Linked DNA regions of Anas platyrhynchos: region 1 is linked to region 2. A link is a contact called in public Hi-C data. All regions are on one chromosome and are shown on one strand. Each heading gives the region's core, a stretch centred on a gene start, on an enhancer-like site or on the middle of the called end of the contact. The rest is flanking DNA. Distances are from core to core; before and after follow the strand shown. Region 1 holds the start of TMEM241 (transmembrane protein 241). Region 2 has its middle 19 kb from the start of CABLES1.

The links. Hi-C and Micro-C count contacts between places; a contact is called where the count stands out from the background.
Region 1: a contact with region 2 is called in a Hi-C map of F1 follicle, with 3 times the contacts expected there. The contact joins the promoter of TMEM241 here to the enhancer-like site in region 2. A contact is called at or near these places in 7 of 8 Hi-C or Micro-C datasets (F1 follicle, F5 follicle, liver and 3 more).

Annotation. Positions count from the first base shown.
Region 1 is chr2:54,986,863-54,990,849 of IASCAAS_PekinDuck_T2T, reverse strand. TMEM241 (transmembrane protein 241) reads left to right here and starts at 2,209. Exons shown (of 15, transcript XM_072034791.1): 1 at 2,209-2,368; 2 at 3,830-3,876. The coding sequence starts at 2,297.
Region 2 is chr2:54,854,941-54,859,205 of IASCAAS_PekinDuck_T2T, reverse strand. No RefSeq gene overlaps it. Among named protein-coding and RNA genes, the nearest start is that of CABLES1, 19 kb to the left of the region's middle. Within about 2 kb of position 2,950, at least 1 of the 8 cell types and tissues checked has an H3K27ac peak or open chromatin away from gene starts, as enhancers often do. A contact at or near this core is called in F1 follicle, where this site is marked.

The sequences.
Region 1 (3,987 bases), core at 960-3,459, 130 kb before region 2:
AAAAAGAAAAAAAAGTTAAAATCTAGATAGAGCAGAAACTCCCCTTCATGCTACTCAAAACATTTCTAAAGCTGTTTAGCAATTACTGAATATGTAACTCAAGTTAGTTATGATAAAAAACATTGGCAGCATTTTTTATCTTCATTCTTTATCCCACGCTTTAAATGATTTACAGTAGTTCAAATCTGCCTCTGCATTTTTCTCTAGGAAAACACATCTTTGCCCAAATCTCCCAGTTTTAATAAAAAACACCTCAAGAAACATGTAGAGAGATATCAATGTAATATTTTGTATGAAAACTACACTCCACTAAATTAAAAAGCAAAAGTTATTCTTCTCACACGCTTACATCAGTCTTTGTAGATCCAAGTAAGCTTTTCTTATTCTTTCTTAAAGCCTTACAGGCTGAATTTATGGCACAATGCAAACGTATTTGTCTGCTTACTGATTTTCAGAGCTCTTGAACACAAGATCTATGAAATGGAAACGCTTTATCATCTACACAATCATGTCCATTGCATCTGTTACTGTGGCATGTGAGAGATCACTGCTGTCCAGGATGGACCAAACATTTCAGCACAAGAAATCAGATGTCTCTTTTGGGCCAGCTCCTTACAAACCACACAGGATTGCGTTTCATGGACCAAAGTGTTTGCATTTGTCTTGGAGCAGTGGGGACTGTGAGGCCCTTGAGCTCTGACTTTGCCTTTTGAGGCTCAACTTAGCAGGTTAGACGGGCTCATACCATGGGATGGATTTGCCCTTGCTCTACCTGTTAGTTTTCCTTCTCTCTCTCCAATTTAGGCCATGCTCACCACTCCCTTATTTGTGCTGCTTTCTTCAAAAACAGGGTGCACATGTACAGAGAGACCCTGTACTTTGCATTACGTGAGCAAAGTCAAGATGAGAACAGCACAGGTAGGGGATTGCTGATCAGGCAAGAGCACGGCTGACCTGTGATGTGATACAAGAACGCCCAGGACTAGGTAGGACACGTCATCCACTGCTTCTCTGCCTCCCTGGGGTATTTATAGTTTACACGTCACCGCTGTGCATAAGTACTGCTGTAAAATCTAGCTGTTTGCAATTATTTGCTACTTTTTTTTTTTTTTTTCCCTCTAGGTAGGTTCACTAAATGAGTATCTCCCAACAGTGTAAGTTAAGCAATACAGGCTACAGTTTGTGAAATGACTTACCATTAAATATCTCGAGCTGCCGAAGGCAGAGAACACACAGATATCTCATGTTGAGCATTCCCATAATGTATTTTACCATAAAGCTTGTCATTGAACAAACATAACGTTCAAATATTACAGCTAAAATTAAATATAAGGGAAGCAATTTGTGTTTGTTAAGATATGCTATTATTTTTTTTCCAACAAAATGGCTGTTCTCTTAACTGTTTTCTGGAATGTGTGCTGTAACTGCAGATATAAGAAACATTATTCTGCTTTTTTTCTGGTTTACAATAAAAGAAGTCCCAAAAGATCTGTTAGCTTTTCTTTACTGAAAAGTACCCCAAATGATTAATTTTTCACCACATAAATGAGAAGTCTTTTTTTTTTTTTTTTTTTCCTATTTTTACTGGAAAGCCACTTGGATATTTAGAAAACTGGAAAGGAAATTTGTGTTGTAAAGTAGGAGTTTTTTGAATATTTCATGTTTGTCAAATCCTTGAGTTAAATGCACACTAGCAAAAACAGTTTATTTTTTAAAGCAAAAAAAAAAATCTTATCACATATTCCCTAACTACAGATGTTAATTTCTCTTGATGATGCTCTCAGTTTGTCATCACAGTGATGACTAAAAACCAAGCAGGTCAAGAACACAAAACGTAATTCTATCCGTAATATGTTGTTGTTGTTGTTTTCCTCAAAAGTGTTGCTTTTCATTCCACACAGAACACTGAAAGAGAAAATCCCACAGATTACACCTCCATTCAGCTTCAATTTAGCCAAACAAGGGCAAAAAGGTGGGCTGATACGTTTAATAGTAGATTTGTAAGTGTGATGTTTGAAGCTGGAAGAAGTGGGGAGCGGAGCTTGTCAGAAGCGGGGAGTGGAGGCAGATTTTGTCTCTGGGCTGCATCTCTGTGAGCCCAGAGGTGTCACAGAAAGAGTGCATTCCTTAAGTGCAAGGAATGGCAATTACCAAAACGAAAAATTTGTCATAATAAGCTTGCAATTGATGTTAGCGCCGCCCCGCTCATGGCGGCCTCGCCCCCTTCAGGAGGAGGCGCGGCGGGGAGCGGCCGCTGCCCCGCCATGGCCGCCGCGGGCGCCTGGGCCGGTGCCCGATGTACCTGAAGCGGCCGGCGGGCGGGCTGGCTTTTTGCCTCTTCTACCTGGCGTCCTGCTTCACCAACAAGGTGAGCTGCTCCGCAAGGGGAGCCCGGAGTAGACCGGGGAGGCGGCGGAGGCTGAAGCCGGGGCCCCGGGACACGTGGCGGCTGGCGGCCCGGCTCCCGGCCCCTTCGCCTCACGAAATGGGGGGCGAGGGGGTGGTAGCCGGGAACCCCGCTAAGTAGAGGTAGATCGGGGTCCAGAGGTGAAGCAGAGCTCCTAGGAGGAGATGTTGCTCCTACCGAATCTGCTGAAGGAGGGGTGTTGGCTGGGGAAGCAGAAAGGGGCTGCAGCAGCTGCCGGGCTGCCTCCTGTGTTGGAAAAGATGCTTGGCTTAACTCAGAGGAAGCTGGAAGAGCTTTGATGTAGGGCCTCTGTTTTCAAACTTTTGAGTAGGTTTTAACATAATGAGGCTGAAGATAATCAGAATATACACCTTCCATTTTCCCCAGATGACATATAAATGGAAGTGGGGGTATGGACTTGCACAGTTACACCCTCCCGATTTAAAAACCAATTGCTACTTCTGACAAATCTGTGCCTAACACAACCCCTTGTGAGCCAGCGTGCCTTATCTCAGTGTGTATTGATGCCAGTTTCTCAGTAACACGCTGCCACCACCTCTAAAAGTCATTTTGCCAAGTGCTCAGTGCGGTTTTGTCTCTGCTGAAAGCTTTTGGCATCTCGTGTTCATTGACAGCTGCTGCTGGCTCCTGGAGGGAATGGCAGGTCCCTTTCCTTTCTACTGAGGAAGCTCCAGTCGTTCTTCTCCTGTGCACAGATAGCGTCCGTGTTCTTTATCACAGGTAGTTGTTAGATCCTGGTTTATGTATGGAAAGGCCAATGCATTTCTGTCTCATAGATGCATATGTATGTGGGGAAAAAACGTGAACATCCATACGCAGGGACCCTAACAAAGCATGCTAAAGCAAAGACACAAAGCCTACTTCCATATCTGTGCAGTGTATTACATCTCCGATGGGCTTTATGGACTACTTCATGTTTTACACAAAACTGGGTGAGCAGCGTTAGGTACAGATGGATTAATCATCAGGAGAAAATTATCTCAAAGTTAGCGGTCTTAATCCTGCCAAAGCTTGCCTCTGTGGTATGATATGATTTTAATGGACAAGTCCTTGTATCTTTTTGTTCCTGTACGTCCTTTTCCCGTTCAGTGCAAAGTGTGCCGTGTGCTCAGCAAGTAAAAGAGCAACTCGGTAGGCATCCTTCTCTCCAGTGTTCAGTGTGTCTGCTCTGTGCCTCACGAACTTCAGTGTCTACTACCTTCCACAGCGACTGGGGGAACATCAAGCAGTTCTGACACAGGAAAAGAAGTTACAGAGAATGTTCAGACTGTCTCTTATTTTTTTTTTTTATGTTTCTTTATTTCAGTAGGGGCTTCTTGTATTTGTTGCTCTTGTAATTGCTTGTTAACGTTATAGCTCCGTGGATGTTTGACGTCCATTAATTTGGTGTTTGTTTTCCAGTATGTCCTGTCTGTCCTGAAATTTACCTACCCTACCCTTTTTCAAGGGTAAGTACCATTTTAAGAATACAATCGTTTGAAAAATGACTTTAATCGGTAAATGTCCTGCTGTTCCATGCTGAAGCCAACTTGGGTACTTCATGCTGTTACTGGCTGTTG
Region 2 (4,265 bases), core at 1,701-4,200:
AATCCTTATATCAATGAACCCCTTTCTTTGGAGAAATCATAAACGCAATAATTTTAAACAGCCAGCATGGCCTGGAGACCGCCAGTACTATGTACAAGCGTCAGTCACTAGTGGCGTCCCCCAGGGCTCGGTGCTGGGGCCGGTCCTCTTTAACATCTTCATCAATGATCTGGATGACGGCATTGAGTGCACCCTCAGTAAGTTTGCAGATGACACCAAGCTAGGTGCGTGTGTCGATCTGCTCGAGGGTAGGAAGGCTCTGCAGGAGGATCTGGATAGGCTGCACCGATGGGCTGAGGTCAACTGTATGAAGTTCAACAAGGCCAAGTGCCGGGTCCTGCACCTGGGGCGCAATAACCCCAAGCAGAGCTACAGGCTGGGAGAGGAATGGTTGGAGAGCTGCCAGGCAGAGAAGAACCTGGGAGTGATGGTGGACAGTCGGCTGAATATGAGCCAGCAGTGTGCTCAGGTGGCCAAGAAGGCCAACGGCATCCTGGCTTGTATCAGAAACAGTGTGACCAGCAGGGCTAGGGAGGTGATCGTCCCCCTGTACTCGGCTCTGGTGAGGCCGCACCTCGAGTACTGTGTTCAGTTTTGGGCCCCTCGCTACAAGAAGGACATCGAGGTGCTTGAGCGGGTCCAAAGAAGGGCGACGAAGCTGGTGAGGGGCCTGGAGAGCAAGTCCTATGAGGAGCGGCTGAAGGAGCTGGGCTTGTTCAGCCTAGAGAAGAGGAGGCTCAGGGGTGACCTTATTGCTCTGTATAAGTACATTAAAGGAGGCTGTAGAGAGGTGGGGGTTGGCCTGTTCTCCCATGTGCCTGGTGACAGGATGAGGGGGAATGGGCTAAAGTTACGCCAGGGGAGTTTTAGGTTAGAGGTTAGGAAGAATTTCTTTACTGAAAGGGTTGTTAGGCACTGGAACGGGCTGCCCAGGGAGGTGGTGGAGTCACCATCCCTGGAAGTCTTCAAAAGACGTTTAGATGTAGAGCTTAGGGATATGGTTTAGTGGGGACTGTTAGTGTTAGGTTAGAGGTTGGACTCGATGATCTTGAGGTCTCTTCCAACCTAGAAATTCTGTGATTCTGTGATAATAAATTGACAAACCTTGACAAAGCTTACACAAAAGCCTCCCTTGCTCATCCTGATGTAGAGAAGCCCCTTCAGGAAGCCTTGAAACATGCAGTGCGGGGTGACACCAGCGGGCACCCCAAGGCTCCCCTGCCCGCTGCTCTCCATACCTAAGTCAGGAAGGACATGTAGTGAAGAGCCACAGAGGCCACTCCTTTCTCAGGAACACACGATGCCTTTCAAAACTCACTAAGAAAATACCCCGTGTCAATACTCAGACACTGAGGAATAAGAGGAATAGTTTTTGACACCTGTCACTCTTACACTCTTAACTCTTCCAACACAGGCTTGAGAGGAATGGAGTTGTATTTCCAATGGTTTGGTGTGCTTATAGATCAAGGGAGAAGGAAAGGGAAGAACAACTAAAGCATGTTCTTTGTATCTTTTCATATTTCCTTTTTTTTTTTTCTTGATTAAGTGTCAAATTATTGGGACTAAATTTCAGAAATTCTGTTGCTTTGCCTGAATGATTTACAAGGCATTTGACAATTCATTAGCAATTAATAGAGCGCGTTTGGCAGGCTAGCAAACCAAAGAGTGTTATTCATTCACTTGATACCCGGCAAGCAACACGCTTTAGAAGTGCATATAAAAACCAGAGTGATTTCAGAGAGGGTTGTCACGATGTGTTTGAAATTCTTGCCTTCTTCTCATCTGACAGTAATGATATAAACCGAATTGCATTAGGGCAGAGTGAAATACTTCAGCGAGTTTAATATTTCAAACCCAATTCTTTTAGACGTAACTTTGTGGCAAATCCTGGCTTTTTTGTGCCAAAGAAGAACGCTAATACGATTTGAGATACTGGATGTTTCCCTGGAATAGAAATAGCAAATTGACTTTTCCGATTTGCAAGGATCGGCGTCTTGGCTCTCCTTGTACTCATCCTTAGGCATGTGTGATATGGTACCTGCACTTTTGTAAGCTGACTGAAGTAAAAGAAAAGTTGAATTCAAATAATTGCCTCTTCTGGGCCATCTGCTCAACATTAAAAGAACATCAATTCATTATCCGATACACGTTATCAGAGATAATGTTAGCATTTCTTATTTTTTATTTTATGCTTCTTTTCAAATGCAGCTCAAATTCCCAAGCTCTCTGAAATGGTGAGTCATTAGGAATGTCATTTCAAAGACTGTTTTTAATCTCTTTATCTTTTCCCACAACTGATTTACCCAAGGGCACAAGTAAAGCACATGTAACAGATTCCCCAAGGTCCAAAAAATCATCATTTCTGTCCTATCTAGCCTTATTTTATTCGCACTTTATTTAAAACCGCCCTAAAAAGACTCGTCGAGTTGGTAATTTTAACTATGAGGTAATGGGTGGCTTTTATCACCACATAGATGTAAGACGATAACTGGCTCTGAATTTTGTCTCCTCCGCTTCTCGTTTCCAACATCTGACCCGCAGCCTGGTCTCCTGGCTATTTCTGCTGGCTTTGGAGTACAGGCACATAAAGCTCTTTTCTTTTCTGTCATTATATTATTTTTTAAAGCCTTCTCCCTGTGAAACCATTGGCTAAGTATAGACAATGTGAGGTAAGGTGTTAATTCACTGAATTCGTTCAAAATAGATATTCAAGTCGGTGCTGAAATTCCAGCATAAAAATTATATACATGAATCAAAGATTTAACTGATTTCTATTCCTCATTTTAAGGTCATTTTTAAGAACATCAAGGATGCTCTATGTAAACTACTCAGAAATAACAAGAAAAGGGCAAACTTCTGTATTTCCAAGACGTGGTTAGAACGATGCTTATTCTTGCACTGTAGTCGAAATACATTTTTTCACCACCACATGAAAACTCTGATTAGCCTCTTCCATGGCCTTTTTTTGGCTTTGGAATGCCAACAAAAACCTTCCAAGGGCAACCAGTCTCCAGCTGTCCTTCTCACGGCTCCTGCCGGGCAGGGTTATCTCCCGTAACTGTTGATGGCTCCCACTTGGGAGCCTGGGGGCTCTGCCACCACCATGCTTATGCCTAAATGGCCACATGCCCGACCACCAGCACATCCTGAAGATATTCTAAAGAGGAGAGGCAAGCCTTCTGTACTAGGAAGTTGGAGAAAGAAGGCAATTGTAACCCACGAAGAATCTTGTCTTAATAGGACCCTCAAGGGAAGATTTGTCCATATTTATAGCACCCATCCTTTCAACCCTGGTGGTCCGAACGCACTGCGTATTTTTATACCACATCCTCGTTTTAAGTCTCAGTGCCCACCAAACCGTGAAGCTCAACCCAAGCAGTGCTGACACATCACTTTGTGACCAGTACCATAATTCACAGGACAACACTGTTCATATTGTCTGCAGCACATCATTTTCCATGGGCTGGATGCGTACAGGAACACAAACCGACCTCTAAGACTGCACACAAAGCACAGGCTAGAGAAACGAGGAATTCTGGGGAAAACGCTTTACATTTTTGGCTTTATCCAATTAAATTGTTCCACCTGGGCATGAAGCAGTCCTGGTCCATCTTGCACTGAGTGGATCTTTGGGCGTACTTCTGTGTTGTCTCACTCCTTCCCTTGGCTGTTCATGCTCATGCACAGAAAACACCCCTGTAAATGTTATGCTCATGCTGTGCTAGGACAGCACAGTGAATCACTTCAGACCGAGCAGTCTTTCTGCACTTACACATGGAAGGGAAAGGTATCATTAGTTCTTTCTCCCAAATTTTCCCCAGTTGAGCCATTTAAACTCAGCAAAGCCCTTCCTTCTTTGAGCATTGGGGCTGACGAGATCAAATTGACTTCAGCAGTCTTCCTAAAAAGAGCCCACAGATACCCCGGGATGCATCAACAGCAAGAACTGCACCAACCTCTTCTCCCTCTGCTCTTCCTCCACCTGTATTTTGCTCTCTTATGCTTTTTTTTTTTTTTTTTTGGACAGGATTCCTCATTAATCTACAGACAGACACCGTCTTCCTCCTGCTTCATTAGGGCTAAGCCATTCATCCTTTTCATCTGAGAACAGCAAAGTTCAAAAGCACAACTAATTAAAAGCAACTAATGACCGGGACGGCCTTGCAGGCAATGAAAGGAACCATTTGCCTGGGGACATTTTAACGATGCCTGACTTCTGTGCTCCAAGCAGCCCAAAAAACAGTTTATGATCAAAAGCTAACTTG